Regions from separate parts of the Mus musculus genome. Here all the other regions are linked to region 1. A link is a contact called in public promoter capture Hi-C data. All regions are on one chromosome and are shown on one strand. Each heading gives the region's core, a stretch centred on a gene start, on an enhancer-like site or on the middle of the called end of the contact. The rest is flanking DNA. Distances are from core to core; before and after follow the strand shown. Region 1 holds the start of Ift80 (intraflagellar transport 80). Region 2 holds the start of Eif2a (eukaryotic translation initiation factor 2A). Region 3 holds the start of Ndufc1 (NADH:ubiquinone oxidoreductase subunit C1).

What was found. Promoter capture Hi-C pulls out the DNA fragments that hold promoters and counts their contacts.
Region 2: a contact with region 1 is called in a promoter capture Hi-C map of cranial neural crest. The contact joins the promoter of Eif2a here to the promoter of Ift80 in region 1.
Region 3: a promoter capture Hi-C map of cranial neural crest shows a contact between it and region 1. The contact joins the promoter of Ndufc1 here to the promoter of Ift80 in region 1.

What each region holds. Positions count from the first base shown.
Region 1 is chr3:69,003,270-69,005,969 of GRCm38.p6, forward strand. Ift80 (intraflagellar transport 80) reads right to left here and starts at 1,301. Exons shown (of 20, transcript NM_026641.2): 1 at 1,163-1,301. It overlaps Smc4 (structural maintenance of chromosomes 4), which reads left to right and starts at 1,469. Exons shown (of 24, transcript NM_133786.4): 1 at 1,469-1,821.
Region 2 is chr3:58,524,428-58,527,127 of GRCm38.p6, forward strand. It overlaps Eif2a (eukaryotic translation initiation factor 2A), which reads left to right and starts at 1,394. Exons shown (of 14, transcript NM_001005509.2): 1 at 1,394-1,659. The coding sequence starts at 1,632. Serp1 (stress-associated endoplasmic reticulum protein 1) reads right to left here and starts at 1,457. Exons shown (of 3, transcript NM_030685.3): 1 at 983-1,457; 2 at 656-731. The coding sequence starts at 1,066.
Region 3 is chr3:51,407,551-51,410,250 of GRCm38.p6, forward strand. It overlaps Ndufc1 (NADH:ubiquinone oxidoreductase subunit C1), which reads right to left and starts at 1,405. Exons shown (of 4, transcript NM_025523.1): 1 at 1,314-1,405; 2 at 595-698. The coding sequence starts at 1,380.

The DNA of each region.
Region 1 (2,700 bases), core at 51-2,550:
ATGAAGACAATTTATTTTCAACTAGAAATATAAAGGTACATTATTATATTAGCAAACGTTTATTCAAACCACACCAATCTCCAAACTCCTCCAGACTCCCACACTTGTAGTCCTCTCCAGCACTTCCTGAGAATCACTGAATCTAAGTGTTAGGCATCTCAAAGCCATAATATATTTTAGAACAATGTAAATTCATTCATTAAAGGTTGGTGGGCTGGAGAGATGGCTCAGTAGTGGTTAAGAGCACTGACTGCTCTTCTCTGAAGGTCCTGAGTTCAAATCCCAGCAACCACATGGTAGCTCACAACCATCTGTAATGAGATCTGACACCCTTTTCTGGTGCACCTGAAGACAGCTATAGTATACTTAGATTATAATAATAAATAAATCTTTTTTTTTAAAAAAAAAAGGTTTATTGGTGCTCTAAAATGCCAAACCCTAAATAGGTTGAGGAAAAAAAAAGAGAAAGGCTAACAGCTCTCAATTTAAAAGTTGCTGTATAAATACTTACTGGGGGCAGCGAAATTAATCAGCGGTTCTTTAACATTGGGGAGGATGAGTGATACAGACCGTTTTTCAAAATTATAGGGTCACTAAACATTCAGGAAAACAATGCCAAAACACACAAAACTTGGTATACAATTTTCGGAGAGTCAGAAACTCTGTCCCAACCATCATTATCCTCAAACTCAGGTTAAAAGCCCATTAAGGAAACTAAACCGCTCGGGATTAGGAATTGCCGCATCCATTTAACAACCCTTGCTATTCCTTTCACTGTGTAACAAAGACAAATGCTACTTATGAACTAATTCCCCCATAACGGTAACTAGTTATCACCAGCGAATCCTTTCTCCCACTAGGAGCCCTGCTGGCCAAATGGTTATTTAAACTCAACACCTTTCAGTAGTGTCACTTACACAAAATAGTTCAAAAATCATTGTTATTCATAAATGGACTACAAGGTTAACTCAATAATCCCGGTTTCCTCGCTTTACCTGTAAACTCCACATCCCAAGATCAACACCCTGGTGGCTGGAAGAAGATGGAAAATAACTGATGCTCCCGCAAAGCTCATCCCATCTAACCAAGAGAAGCTAGGTCTTAATGACCGCTACCGCTTCCAAGCCCTTTCTTCAAAGGCTCTGGAGATGAAGAAATTTACCTCAAGTTCCAGGAAAGCGGTGGCGACTGCTCTCAGAGCTCGAACTAGTTACCAAATAGCCTCCCGACCTTTCCGTCACCATAGTGATTTCTAAGCGCTGCGAGCGTTTCCCCCTGCCATGTTCCCGCGATACTTGCTAGGTGCCAGTCACCCGAGCGGGCTCTTGACCCCGCCCCTAACCGAGCCCGCCCTCTCCCTGGAAGGTGTTATTGGGCAACTTGGACCCGCCTACAATTGTAGGCGGGACCCTGCTTGTTTTGTTTTGTTTTTTTTCCTTCTTTTTCAAATTCCTCCAGTTTTTCAAATGCTGTCGTTCTAGAAGTGCGAAACTCTCATTTCTGTTAAAGTCCACAGAAAGGACGTAGCCCTGCTTGCTCTCCCTTCCCAGTCGTAACTTGGCCCTCGGCGCCACGGTCCCTGGGGTAGAGCCCGCGCATGCGCCCGAACGGCCCGAAGATGGCGGTGGGACTCGCCGCACTTTTTTTCAAATTCGCGGGTCCCAGAAACCCTTGCGCGCGTTTGTAACGAATTTCCGTTCGAGTTTGGATTTTAGGCGCCATTTTCGAGTGAAGGACCCGGAGCCGAGACACCGGGAGGAGCGAGGCGGGGGGTCGGCCGTGCCACCATTTCAGCCCGGCTCGGAGTGGACCCGCCGACAGGTGAAGTCCTTCTCTTCTAGATCAGGTTGTCACACTTTCTCCTCCCTGCCCCGCGGGCGCCCGCAACCCCAAGGCCTGGAGCTGGAGCGGCGGAGGCGGCTCGGCGAGCTCCCGTGCCTGTCACCCCTCCCCCTCGGCGGCCGGGCGGCGGCTCCGGCGCCTCTTCCTGGGGGAGGCAGCGAGCCTGGCTCGGCCAGAGCGTCCCCTCCCCCAGGCCGATCCGTCCTGTCTCCTAAGGGGACTGCAGCCCCACTCAGAGCCTCTCCTGGGCACTTGGCATGGCTTACACTGTCGTCCATCGGGACTCCGCCCCGGACCCGGGAGGGTTAGACCCCCTACTATCCCGGAAAGTGACCCAACCCAAGCAGACGCTGCCAGAGTCCAGTTCAGCAGTGTGTGGCGGGTGACTCCGGCTTCGGCCATCCTCTCCGCTGGGGCGATGAGGAAAAGAGACCTGGACTTCTCCGAGGGCCGTCCGGGCGTCAGGACCTAAATGGCGGGGAGAAGGGAGGGGGTTGACAAGTCGCCCGGGCAGGCAGGCGCTGCTGCTCTGGAGAGTAGCCACGCAGCCCCGAAGCTGGACGAACTTGTCTCTCTCTCTCTCTCCCACTCTGTACCTCTCTCCCTCCCTCCCCGATTCCGAGCACATTCACTCCCCAGCCCCGACGGGAGGAGACTTGTCAGCAGACGTCCTTCTCTTATGAGATGGTTCCACAGGGGCGGGGGTGGCCTGAGCGAATTCCTCCGTCCTGGGCGCGATGGCAGGCGCGGCTATGTTTCCCCACGTAGCTGGGGCGTGGGAAAACCCGTCCCGCCCGGTTGCCACTGCTGGGTTCCTAGTAGCCACTTTCCTAGGGACCCGCTACTGGCTAGCGGCGT
Region 2 (2,700 bases), core at 144-2,643, about 10 Mb before region 1:
AAAGGCAAAGTGAAATGTTAAATGAAAATCTCAGGAACTGTAGAATGCGGCAAATAAAAGCATCTGTCTCAATAACAGCAGCTTGTCTATTAAAGCAGCAGGCAGAGCAGGAGGACAGTCTGTAATACATCCATCCGCAGGGGCAAGAGTCTATCATCTTAAAACCAGGCTGTCTTAATAACTAATCTTACCTGAAAACACTTGTCTCATACATTAAATATCCCAGCAGGTATGTTTCCTCTACAGAAAATCAATTCTTTGTACTACCCTTACTTTATATACTTAGTTTTTGACATAGAGACCTTAGGTACTGGTATCGTTCAGTCCTGTTCTAGTATCCAGATGTTCACGATGTTCGCTAAGTTTTTTGCAACACTATCGATAATAAAGTTACAATGCAAATCAGAGATATTTGGTGCTTAATTTCTTCTAAGGGATCATTAGGAAGATCTAATTTCTCTCTCTCTCTCTTTTTGATCTTCAATGAGCATAAATCAAGGTAAGAGAAATTTCTGGGGCACCACCCTCTGTGGTACAAGTTATCCAGTTCACTAGAAACAATTCTCTTAGCAGGTGGGTTGAGAACCACGCGGGTAGGTAGGACTCGCCACTCATCCACGTCATTCCAAACCGCGAGAGCCCCCCAAACACTTACCAGAGCCACAGACAACAAAAATGAAGAGGGCCAATAACCAGGGTCCTACCGACGCCTTTTCTTCGGGGGCATTTCTCTGCAAAAAGAAAAAACCCGGTTTCAAATGCAGAGAAAGCACTCTCGGATCCCGGGCTCCCAAGGCCTGCACCCCAGGCCAGGTGGCCGGCCGGCCGACTCACAGATCTCTCCCCCCACCCCAGATTCCACCGCAGCGGGAGTCCGGAGTCAGGCGGGTCTGGGGAGAACTCGCCGCGGCCCCGGCCGGGCGCGGGGCGCGGGCCTCGGCTCCCGGCCACGACATGGAGCGGGGTGCCCACTTTCCCTTACCGAGGTCTTAGCGACGTTGCCGCGCTGAGTTATGTTCTTGCTGTGCTTCTCGTTGGCCATACGGATCCTCTGCTTGGCGACCATTTTCGCAGCGCCACCTGCCCCAAGAACCTCTCGGACTCGCTCGCTCGCCGGTCCCGGGCCACCGGGAGGGAGGCTCGGCTCTGATCGCGGTGCCTACGCCGTCTACAGCCACTGGGCCGGGACGCGGAGCGCTGGAACACCGGCAGCCGCCGATCGCGGCGGTCTGAGCAGCCTTTGGGGCGGCGTGCCGGGGAGAGCGGGCCGCAGGGCCGAGAGGCAAGAGTCCAACCACCGGACAGTGCAACCGGCAACCTCGAACTAGTTCGGGTTCGGCTGCCAACGTCAGCACTGGGCAGACCCCGCCCCGCGGAAGTGTGGACTCCGCCCGCTCCGGAGAGGGAGGGCGAGCGCCGGCCGCCACCGCAGCCAGGCTCTTCCCCGCTCCGGAAAACGAGGAGCCAGAGCTGCGCGTGCGCGCTCGGGAACCAGACGTGGATTGGCCCCGAGGCTGGCGGCGCCGGAAACACCGACTCGCAGACTTTGCGCTTGGGGAGACGTGTAGAGGCCGGGTTCGGCCTTTCTTGAACTCTCACCCCAGCGCGTGGGTTTCTCTTTCCGGGACAAGATGGCGCCGTCCACACCGCTGTTGACAGGTGAGTTCCAAAAGAGCGAGAGACTCTTCCTTTACGGTGATTTCTTTCTGTGTCTTCGCGCTGGAGAATTCCTTAGCAAGCCTTGGAAGTCCGTCTTGCCTTTCCTCCTGGAAGGACCAAACTGTCTTTTAGTTTATTTGGTAATAGCATCCCAATGGGAAGTGAAGTCTCCGTCCCCAGTAGTCCCTCCTCCCAGTTATCCATCCATCGTTCTTCATCTTCCATAGGAATAGACAGGTAACAGAAAGTATTAGTTTGATGTGTGACCTGTGGTCTGCAATGCCGGGTGTTGCTTGGACCCTTCTTAATAGAAGAAACAAGACTCTTCACACCGAATTCATCTGAACTTAAGTATTATTAAAAATTATATGCTCCCTTATTGTTATGAGGTTTGTGGGAGTTGATAGGGAGCAAGACATTGCTAGTGTAGGTTAGGTTTCATGCTGAAGATGTGGCTTAAGGTGGCGACAGTGAGCAGGATAATGATAGTCTAATGTTTTCGATTGAAACAGCTGTGAGACAGTATTTAAGAAGTAGAACATGAGAAGACGCTAGGAATTTAAAGCTGACACATATTGTGGTGCTTAAACAACAACAACAAACTTGGACAACACTGGGAAAGGTGCTATACTATGTTATGGCTTGGGTATGTAAGTTTGAATAAACAAAAGATTCAAGTAGAAAAGAAGTGGGAAAGAAAAAAATCGTTGATAACAATGTAAGAAGAAAGATAGCATCATTAGGACGAATGTCTTATTTTTGAGAATTGGAAGTTATGTCCTCCTGAGACACGGCAAAGCTTTTATACTTCTGCCAGTCTAGGAATATACATTTTTAAGAGCCATGCTTATCCTGTTCAGATAGACTATCATAATTTATTCGCCAGATAGTTATGAGGTGCTAGTTGCAATCTTCTAAACACTGCCAGATAGTTGAGATTGTTTTCTTTTGTTTAGATTATTTATTTATTTATTTATGCGTCTGTATCTGAGCGTGTGCACAGGAGTACAGGCCTTAAGAGGCCCAGAAGAGGGTGTGGGC
Region 3 (2,700 bases), core at 155-2,654, about 18 Mb before region 1:
AATTATTAGTGGAATAATTTGTTGGCCACAGCCTGACATTAAATTTGAGAATGATACAGTGGAAAGCATATGGAATTATAAGAAGTGACACTCTAGCTGTTGAGTGTGTTGTAGGCTGGCTGATAAGTATATGCTATACTTTTGTGTACCTCTGTGTGTGTGTGTGTGTGTGTGTGTGTGTGTGTATGCAATGTCTAAATACAGTATGCTGTCCTTCCAACCTTAGAAGCCTCACACTGTGATTAAATGACCAACCCTCACCTCTGTGTATGTTAATTAGAAGTCAGAGAGCAGCTACTTTCTTAGAACCACAGTCTGACAGACTGTGTAACTAGAACAATGACTAATGCAATGATAAGATTCTTGGGAATCAAAGACCTAATTTCAATCCTTAATGATCTCCGCAGCAATTAAGCCTTCCATCAGGAAAAACTTTCAAAAATGTAGATGAACTTGGAGCCGCAGAGATGGCTTGGCAGTTAAGAGCATGTACTGCTTGCAAAGGACCCAAGTTTGGTCCCCAGGACCAACAACAAGCAGCTCAGAAATGTCTGTAACTTCAGCTCCAGGGGACTCGGTGAGTACGGTACTCACATAAATCCACATGAAAACCGAGGCGCCCACGGACAGTCCAACTGCCAACCAGTTAGGTTTGGCATTGACTGGCTCCCGGACATAGAACTTCGACCGTGTTGAAGCTGAAAAAGGAAAGAGAATATGTGTTTTATTGATGTCTGCGAGGAATATCTAACATATACTAGTGATGTAATTTTTGAGATAGAGGTTCTTGTAGTGCGGGCTGGCCCTGAATTCCTGATTGCCTGTCTCCACTTCCACCGGGCTGGGATTCCAGGCGCGCTCCACTACGGCTTTGTTGTCATTTGTCCTCTATCTGTTCGTCCCCAATTTAAAGAGTCAAGGAAACATAGTTCAAAGAACCTAAGTAATTTGTTCGGGGACACCAGCAGAGACAGAAGGTCGTCCTTGGTACTCAGGGCGCCTTCAAAGCTTGGGTTAAAGCCTCGTCGGCCCTCATAGGCTCTGGAGTGGGAGGTTGGGAGGCAGCCCCGGAAGGGTCTCCCAGACATTGAAAAGCCTGGGACAAAAAGACTCAAAATCCATTCGCAGAGGTCAGGGTTTAGCCTGGAGGAAAGCTGACGGCTAATGATGAGTGGAGAACCCGGCTCGCGGCCAGTGAAGGTCACTGCAGGTCGGCCTGGACCGCGACCTCCTCCTCCTCCGGAGATTCCAGGGTGGCTCGTGTTGGATGAGGGCTAGGCTGAGGGCCGAATGGGCTCTGAAAAGACACTCACAGCAGCTCGGCAGCCGGGCGGGGGCCAGCAGCCGCGAAAACGAGCGCAGCACTACGGACGGCGCCATCTTGTTCCGCAGGCTCCGCCTCTTCTCGGGTTGCTCGTTTGGCCGAGCTGGCACCGCCTTCTCCCTGCGCGCGCATCTCCGGTTGGTGGCGCAGAGCGCAGCGCCCCCTGGCAGCAGAACTGGGACTCGCAGGTGGGCCAGACTCCTACCTTCATTCAGTACAAGGTTCCCAAGAACCCGGACTTAGTGGGCTGTGAATAAAACAAAGGGTACGAAGAGGGTTGGGGCTGGGAAAGCAGTTTGTCCATCTCCAGGGTGCTGGTCAGGTTTACTACAGAGTTCGTTTGTCAGCCAAAAACTCGTGTGCTTTACACGAGTCATTACAGTGACTGTAGGATGTGCTGTGATTATTAGCATCTACTAAGAGATGTGCTCAAAGATAAACTTGTTGACGAAGGGAACTTTGTATTTGCAAAGGCTCTTAACAGTTCCTAAAATCCACTTATACTCAAAATCACATTGATTCCTCTCAGTCCTATGAGGTAGGTTCTGTTATTCATCGGGGTGGAATCCTACATCGCCGTCAAGTGCCTTACCACTGAGCTACATAGCCCCACATAGTTTTTTTTTTTTTGTTTTTGTTTTTTTTTTTAACTTTTTGAGAAAGGGTCTCGCTAAGGTTCCCATGCACTTGATCTTCCTGCCTCCTGAGGAGCTGGGATTATAGACCTTTGTCACCAGGCCCTGATAAAATTCTTATATATGGAGGCTGGAGAGATGGCTAAGCAATTAATAGCACTGCTTAGCCATCCAGAGGTCCTGAGTTCAATTTCCAGCAACCACATGGTGGCTCACAACCCTCTGTAATGGGATCCCATGCCCTCTTCTGGTGTATTTGAAGACAGTGACAGTGTACTTACATAAAACAAATAAGTAAATCTTTAAAAAAAATTTTTATAGATGTTAGATGACAGTGATCTGACTGGTTCAGATGGCAGAGGCATCCAGTGTGTGGTCCTCAGAACTCTAGATCTAGAGTCCATTAGCTCACTTAACAATGGGATTGGCTATAATGCCAGGAGCCTATATAGAACAAGATTCAAACGGTCATGTCTCTGTACCATTTGGGTATACTACATTTCAACAATATATTCTTTAGTTGTTACTTAATCTCTACTATAGTTGTCTATTGATAACGTAAAACTTATCCTTGTAGGATAGTTGGGAAGTTTAGGTGTTATCTGAAAGTACTAAATGCCCAGTTTGCCTATTCAAGACACTGTTTTCTTTTTAAATAATTTATTTTTATTTTAAGAACATTGCTGTTTTGACTGTATGTATCTCTGCATGAGAGTGTCAGATTCCCTGGAACAGGCGTTC